2 separate regions of the Athene noctua genome follow, and region 2 is linked to region 1. Evidence: chromatin contacts called from public Hi-C data. All regions are on one chromosome and are shown on one strand. Each heading gives the region's core, a stretch centred on a gene start, on an enhancer-like site or on the middle of the called end of the contact. The rest is flanking DNA. Distances are from core to core; before and after follow the strand shown.

The links. Hi-C and Micro-C count contacts between places; a contact is called where the count stands out from the background.
Region 2: a contact with region 1 is called in a Hi-C map of heart, with 3 times the contacts expected there. The contact joins the promoter of CALCRL here to the promoter of ZSWIM2 in region 1. A contact is called at or near these places in 2 of 2 Hi-C or Micro-C datasets (heart and liver).

What each region holds. Positions count from the first base shown.
Region 1 is chr7:34,083,556-34,087,042 of bAthNoc1.hap1.1, forward strand. It overlaps ZSWIM2 (zinc finger SWIM-type containing 2), which reads right to left and starts at 1,915. Exons shown (of 4, transcript XM_074911008.1): 1 at 1,864-1,915. The coding sequence starts at 1,915.
Region 2 is chr7:34,302,195-34,305,681 of bAthNoc1.hap1.1, forward strand. CALCRL (calcitonin receptor like receptor) reads right to left here and starts at 1,919. Exons shown (of 14, transcript XM_074910563.1): 1 at 1,714-1,919; 2 at 1,044-1,186.

The DNA of each region.
Region 1 (3,487 bases), core at 665-3,164:
ATAAACACAAAAATTAAGTGTGTTGGCACTGTCTCACTTGTAAGAGTTCTCCATCTGTGAAATGCGGTAGGTACTCTCTCAAACATATGCAGTACATTTCAGCCAAAAGAATGTTGTAAATTGTTTTTTATCACTTGTACAGTAACTGTTAATAATACTGCTTATGCAAGTTCTTATCTAAAATGGTGTCCAATGCAAAAATGAATCAAAAATGTTTCTAAACTGAGAAGTTTTCAGTATTTTTTCAGTAAGTTAAATTTGGTTTACTAAATCTATTGATCAAAGCAGTGTTTAATTCCAAAAGGCCTTTATAGATATGTTTAAGTCAGAGTAAAAAAAGTTTTTACTTCTAAATACTGAAAATGAACAACTACAGAGGATTTTCTAGAAATACTATTTCCTGGAAAAATAAACAGCATAATGTTTTTCCCTCTAGTGACCTGTGTTAAAAAAAAAAAAAAAAAGCTTTTCAGATCCCAACGAATTGAGCTTTGCACCGTGTTCTGAAACATGGAATAATAAAGAAGGAAACATGATTTCCTGAGTATAATTCATGATGCTTGTGAACCGAATGTGTTTTACTTCTCATTCAAGAGGCTAGTCTCATAACCAAATGCTGACACCTCAGTAAAACACTGAAGGAACTTCCTTGAAGTTTCCTTATTTTCACAAGAAGAAAATGATGCAAGGTAGGAAATCCCTCTGCTAACAGCCAGCTTTGGCAAATTAATCTGTTCTCTGAAACTCAGTCTGGGTACAGTTCTGATATCCCATGTCACTATATTCCATAGCCAGAAACTAGTTACAAATTCTAGTGACGACTTAAGATGAAAACGGCCTCACTGGTTTCTACTGAAGTTATTTTGACTGTACAAAACTTCAGAAAGTAAAATGTTCTAAAATTTAGTTCCGATGAAAAAATGCAAACTAGGTTCTGACTATGTACAAGATGTTTACTTTTGTATGTAAATATTTTTTAAGAAATAACTTCTTGAATGGTGGCCATTCTTTGAAGTTGTTTTGTATTTAGCTGCCTTGCTACTACTTGGAAAAAGATCTTTAGACTAATTATTTTGTGGGATATTTTTGCTATTTGTGTTGAGTTCCTAAAGTTCTAGGTAAGGAAATCTAAAAATCCAGTTGAGATTCTGGCTCATAATAGCCTGAAGTCCTGACTCATGTCAGAAAGCTAACCTAGCTATACAGATTTTATCCTTTGGATGAGAAAGGTTTGTGGGTTTGGTGAGAGAAAGCCATGTCAAAATCAGTAAAAGATTACATTTTGCACAGTTTACTTTCTTCATACACCCATAAGTTTGAGGGGGAATCTTCAAGCCATTGGCAGCATTCATGAAATACTAATGATGTGAAAATAAAAATGTCACCCTAAATTAGAAAAGTCACTGCAGCTAGTTTATGCTGAAGGACTTGCTAGAAAAAAAGTGGTACAAGATGAACTGTAGTTCTATAGTTAATTTCTTATTAAATGAGGCAGCAAATTTGTCAGTGTCTACCCCATAAGCACATCTTGAAAGCACTAGATTAACTTCAGTACAAGGTGTTTTTAAATATTAAATGTTATATAAATATATACATTTTAAATACTAAGTACTTTGTTGCTTTTTTTGCATTTTCATTTTTCTTGAGACTGCAGTTGTAATCAATGATGTAACAGAGTGTTCTGTATCGGAAATACAAAACGAATTGTAAAATGCCTGAAAGCACTAAACTTTAAGTGGAAGAGGGAGAGGAGGAGAACCCTTATCTATGAAGAAATTTTATCAAAACTCTGGAGGACATTGCTTCATGCATTTAAAATCCATTAAGTTCTACATGCAAGCCATAAATAAGGCTAATACTTCCATTCATGATCTCTTGGTAATTGAGACTTTTTCAGCAGTATCCTACAATTCATGATCAAAATATCTAATATGTATAAACATCAGTGTAAAGTAAGGTAGTTGTCAGTTTAACTTGACAATTTAAGTGGAGCAGCCTTGTAATAGTCCTACGCAGTCTTACAGAGAAAGTGTTAATGGTGTGATTAGATGAGAGAAGCTGAAAATCTTACAGTAGTAGATTCAGTTTGGTAAATTTAAATAGATTTTTAAGAATTAATTTCAATCAAGGGTATAGTCCTCCTCCTGGCTTATTTTGCTGTCACTGATTTCTTCAGTGACTTGGTTCAACTTTCTAGACTGCCAAAAAAACTTAGCCTAGACAAAAATAGTAATTTTCTGTTGTTTAGTGGGCTTTATTCAGCCTATTGAATCCTGAGACAAGTAATACATCCTTAACAGCGAACAGAAACTGCTGTGGCTGCAGGAAACCATTTCATGGATTTCTGTGCGAGGCTTCACGCTAGGGCAGTGGTTCGGGGCTCCGTTCAGGGCTCGCAGGGGCCTTCGGTGGAAGCTTCACGGGCTGCTTCTGAAGTCCGAAGTGGATCTTGTGTGGCTGTTTTTGACACCAGCTTTATCTTTGCTCCAACGTAAACACACCTGCGCTCATATATAAAAATAGTTCCCTACCCCCCCACCACCCCCCCGGCACTAAAACCAAGCCAACAGGCGCATGTAGGGCGCAGCTCTGGTGCCAGCGCGCGTTGCCCCGCGGTCCGTGCCGGTGCTGCTCTGCAGAAGTACCAGCCGCGCCGCGCACCAAGGTCGGGCCGCGCACACGGGCGCTGCGGCCTCCAGCGCGCACCGCCGCCCTCAACCCGACGGGGAAACGGCGGGACCTCGGGGCGGCGGCGGGCGCGGGGCCCGTCCCTGCCGGCAGGGCGGCGCGGGCGCGGCGCTGCCCCGGCACCTGCCACAGCCGGGCGGGGAGCGCCCGCGGAAAGACGAAGCGACACGGCCCAGCTCCGGCGCGACGCGCACGGTGCTGCCCGCTGCCGGCGCTGCCGGGCGCCCACCCGCCGCCGCCATGGCCGGGGGCGCCGCCGCGGGCCCCGCAGGCCGACCCGACGGGCTGCCGGGCACGGCCGGCCTGGGGCGGCGGTCCCTGCCCAGCCCAGGCTCCCGCGGGCCTCGGGGCTGCTCCCGCCGGCTGCCGGTGGATCTTCTCAGGAGAAGGGAGGCGTCGCCTCCTCACCCCCTTCGTTCCCTTCCCTCGGCACTCCTCGGTTCTTTTTTAACGCACTCGAAATACGCGGGGTTTATTCCGTGCTCTTTGTAAGGCAAAACAGGTCAGAAAACGTTTACCAGAAAGGTGGGCGGGTTTCCATTTTGTGTCGCAGTCGCTAGGGGGAACTGTTGCACTCCCGATAGTCTGGAAAAACGTGTTTATTTTCACTATGTTAAATATTTGTATCGATTCTTTAAACAATTGATAGTTACGAGTCTTTTGATAATATAAAAGTAGTTTGTGTAGTCTTTACTGGAATATAAATAGATATAATGTGGTAACGGGGTCCTAAATCCCATTTATGTTTTGTCTTGTGCTAGACCTCTTTGAAGTGCTCCCAGAACAGCAGGAAGAGTCA
Region 2 (3,487 bases), core at 669-3,168, 220 kb after region 1:
TATCCTGCCAGTGTCTTTTCTTAATCTGCAAATAATGTAGATTCTGGCATTAAACCTGCAAATACATATGTACCTGACACTTCCTATGTGGGCAGTCCCACCACAACCTAAACCAGTTACTTGAGAAGAGCATAAAATAAGAATCTAAATCATATAGCTGAAATACTTCTGAAGACAGTTGTTCCTACTGCACTGATCATTAAAACAACATCAACACTTTTTATCTGGTGTCACCTTGTTCGATTTAGTGTCACCAAGTGCCTTTTGTGCTGAGGACTTTGAAGTCGGATAAAGACGTTGGACTATATGCAGCGAAGCCCGTGAGAGTTTGAGCAGACTTACAAAAGTAAATACCGCGAAAATACAGATCACTGTTTTTCATTGTGAATTTCAGACAGTATTGCAGCATGTGTACTTTGAAAGAGCACACATGGGTTTAGATCTGGTCTTATTCATATTTATCCAGATCTAGTGTGACCGTTGAAAGGACCTCAGATTCAGCACAACAGTCAGGCTTTTAGCACATCACTGATCTGAACGGGTTTAAACTTATTAGTGCAAATTAATTACAATATCGCCAGTATGTACAATATGACTGGAAAGACTCTGCATTGGCACAACTGTAAGAGCAGCAAACTCTGGCCCCAGGATACCTGGCATAAATTTATGAAGGTAGAGAGCAAAAAACCTCAGCTATTATTATTACTTAAATCTCGGCCCCTATAAAACGTACGGATGACTAAATGAATCATTGTAGATCATATCCAAGCGTGATTTATAGGCTATACTTTTTCTTAACTATCCCTTTGGAAACAAGATTTCTTCTCCTGATTCTACAGACCCATTGCTCCCACACAAAAGCAAATGCCTAGAGGTAGCACTCTCATGCAACCGTATTTGTAAAAACGGGGGATATCGCATCTGTTTTGGAAAACTGAAGAAGTGGCAAGACTCTTAACCGTCTCTCAGCTGATACTGTCACAGGATCACACACTTTCCGCCGTTCAATAGTTTCTCAAGGAAATGAAATAGCAGCCAATTACCTTTCAATAAATCAGTTCGGCGTTTGCGGGAAAAATGTCAAACAGTAACAGCCCGGCACGCGTAGGAGCTTCAAACTCGAGCTTTTTCTCAAGGAAACAGAAAGTCCAAACAAACCAGAAGCTTTATCTTTTTAGTTGTGGAACTGCAATACAAAACCTAACTATGAACTAAATCAAGTATGACCTCTTCCCGGTACAATAGAGTCAATGAGATTAAAGGAATACTCGGTAAGAAAATCTACACCACTTTGTCACCTAATTCAGCCTCTCTTGGAAGAGCTCCAGTTGTACTGAATTAGTCTTAAGGACCCTTTTCAAACCAATGAGCCGCTAATTCTCTCCAGATGCAACGACAGGAATTTGGTTAGCAAATATGAGGGGTTTGAGACAGAATCCTTTATGTGCCGATTAGGGTATTTTTACCTCCCTTTCTATTTATCGGTGATTATTCCTCGAAGGTATATAACAACAACACCAGCTATAAAATCAACTCAACGTTTCGCTCACTAAAAACAAACGAAGCTTTCCCTCAGGCATACCCCCTTCTCCCTGCAGGTTACATCCCCCACGCCGGGGTTAAGGCACACACGCCTATGACTCGCCGTGCTCCCGGAGGGCACGAAACCAACCCGCCGCTCTCCGGTGAGAGCACGCGGCAGCCCGGACTCACCACGCCGAGCCGTGCGGGAGCGCTTTCGGAGCCACCGGGCTGCTTTCCCTCGCCGGCGAGAGCGGCAGGAGATGCCGCGTTCCCTGGTGCCTCGCCTCGCTCCCTGCCGCCTCCCAAGACTCGTGGGCCGGCCGGAGCGCAGCGGTGCCCCGACCCCGCCGCCGGGCGAGCGCCGCGGCCGCGCCTGCTGCTGCCGGGCGAGCGGAGCGCCGCGGCGGGCAGCGCCGGCAGCTCCCGGGCGGGCGGGCGGCACGGCAGCGCTTCCTGTTACATCACCCCGACCCCGCCTGCAGCCGCCCCGAAGTTACTTTTCGTTCTCAAAGGGCTGGTCCCGGGGCAGCCGGGCTCCGCCGGCGCTCCCCGGCGGGAGCGGGGCCGCCCGCGGCCGGCGGCGGGTCCTGCGCGGGGCGGGCTGCCCGCGCCTCGCCCCCGGTCCCTGCCGCTCGGCCGCCCCGGGTAGGGGCTAACGCGCCGAAACGGGTCGGGAAAGGCGCGGAGGGGACCACGGGACCTGTCTGTTCACGGACCGAGCCACCGAGATGCCTCCGCCTCCCCCTCGAACCAGACCCCGAGAAATAAATGAGAGGCAAACAGTGCGCGGGAGCTGCGTGACTGACCTGGCCCGCCTCTGCCAGGAACCGCGGGGGCCGCGCTGTGTCCCGTCCTGGCAGTGCTGAAAAGCTCTACAGGGAAACACTTCCATGCCTCAAATGCATCCTGCTGCATTCCTCAAATGTAAAACTGCATTAAAGGTCAGAATCCAAGTCTCAAAATCAAGCAAGTGCGTAATTTAAAATGCCACTTTGCTTTATACCCACGAAAAAAACAACAAAAAAACCCCAACAACAACAACAAAACCCCCAAACAACCCCACACCACCAAAACTCACCTGTAAATAAGTCTTTGAAATATCAAGGGTAGAAAAAAGGCAGCGGGAACATTACTGCTGCTGCACAGATCTCTAGGCTGCATTTCTTTAATGATTAGAAAACACAAGTATGAGCTGCCTGCTTTGAAAACTGCCATAACTGAAGACAAGGCAAAATTAACGTCTGTCTTTCTACAAGAATTCTGTATCAGGACCTAAAATGTGTCTTAGAGCGTTTGTCACTTGTACAGCTGGTGCCTGTGCTACAGAATCTCTGCTCTCCAGCTCAACAGACAGTTGCTGTGTGCACATGACAATAGTATGCTGAACAAACGTGGAGTTCATGGAGCGTTGAGCTCAAATAACACTAACACCTGTAACACCAGTGCTCCTTATGGAAGTCCCTAAGGACCTCCCAAAGGTCATGGTTTTGTAAGTGCTCATTAAAATGATAACCATTAAATTTGTTCACGAAACAAGATGAAGTATTCTGCCTGCTTTTCACTAGCTGTTGCTCATCCACTCTTCTTACCAGCAGAAACATTTGTAGAACATGTTGTGAACTGGATGAGTGAATTCATCTGGCCATTGAAGAATCTTTTCCTCAAAAATGAAATCAGCAAAAAGCCCAAAACTAAGGAAAAAACCAAAAAAAAAAAAAAAAACAAACAAAAAAAACCCAACAACAAACAAACCAACCCCAAGCCAGGGTCAGGAAAAATTGGAAGAGGGAAAGGGGGCAGGAATACTCTAAATCCATACAGCCACTGGATAATAAGAATTGTGAAATCACACTCTAGGGTCACTAAAAGAACAGTCATATGACTTTAATACTCATTTGGCACTTGCACGTGTTGGTGTTTCTAGGATCTTACATCAACAGGAGAATGTCTGAGTTTTATAATC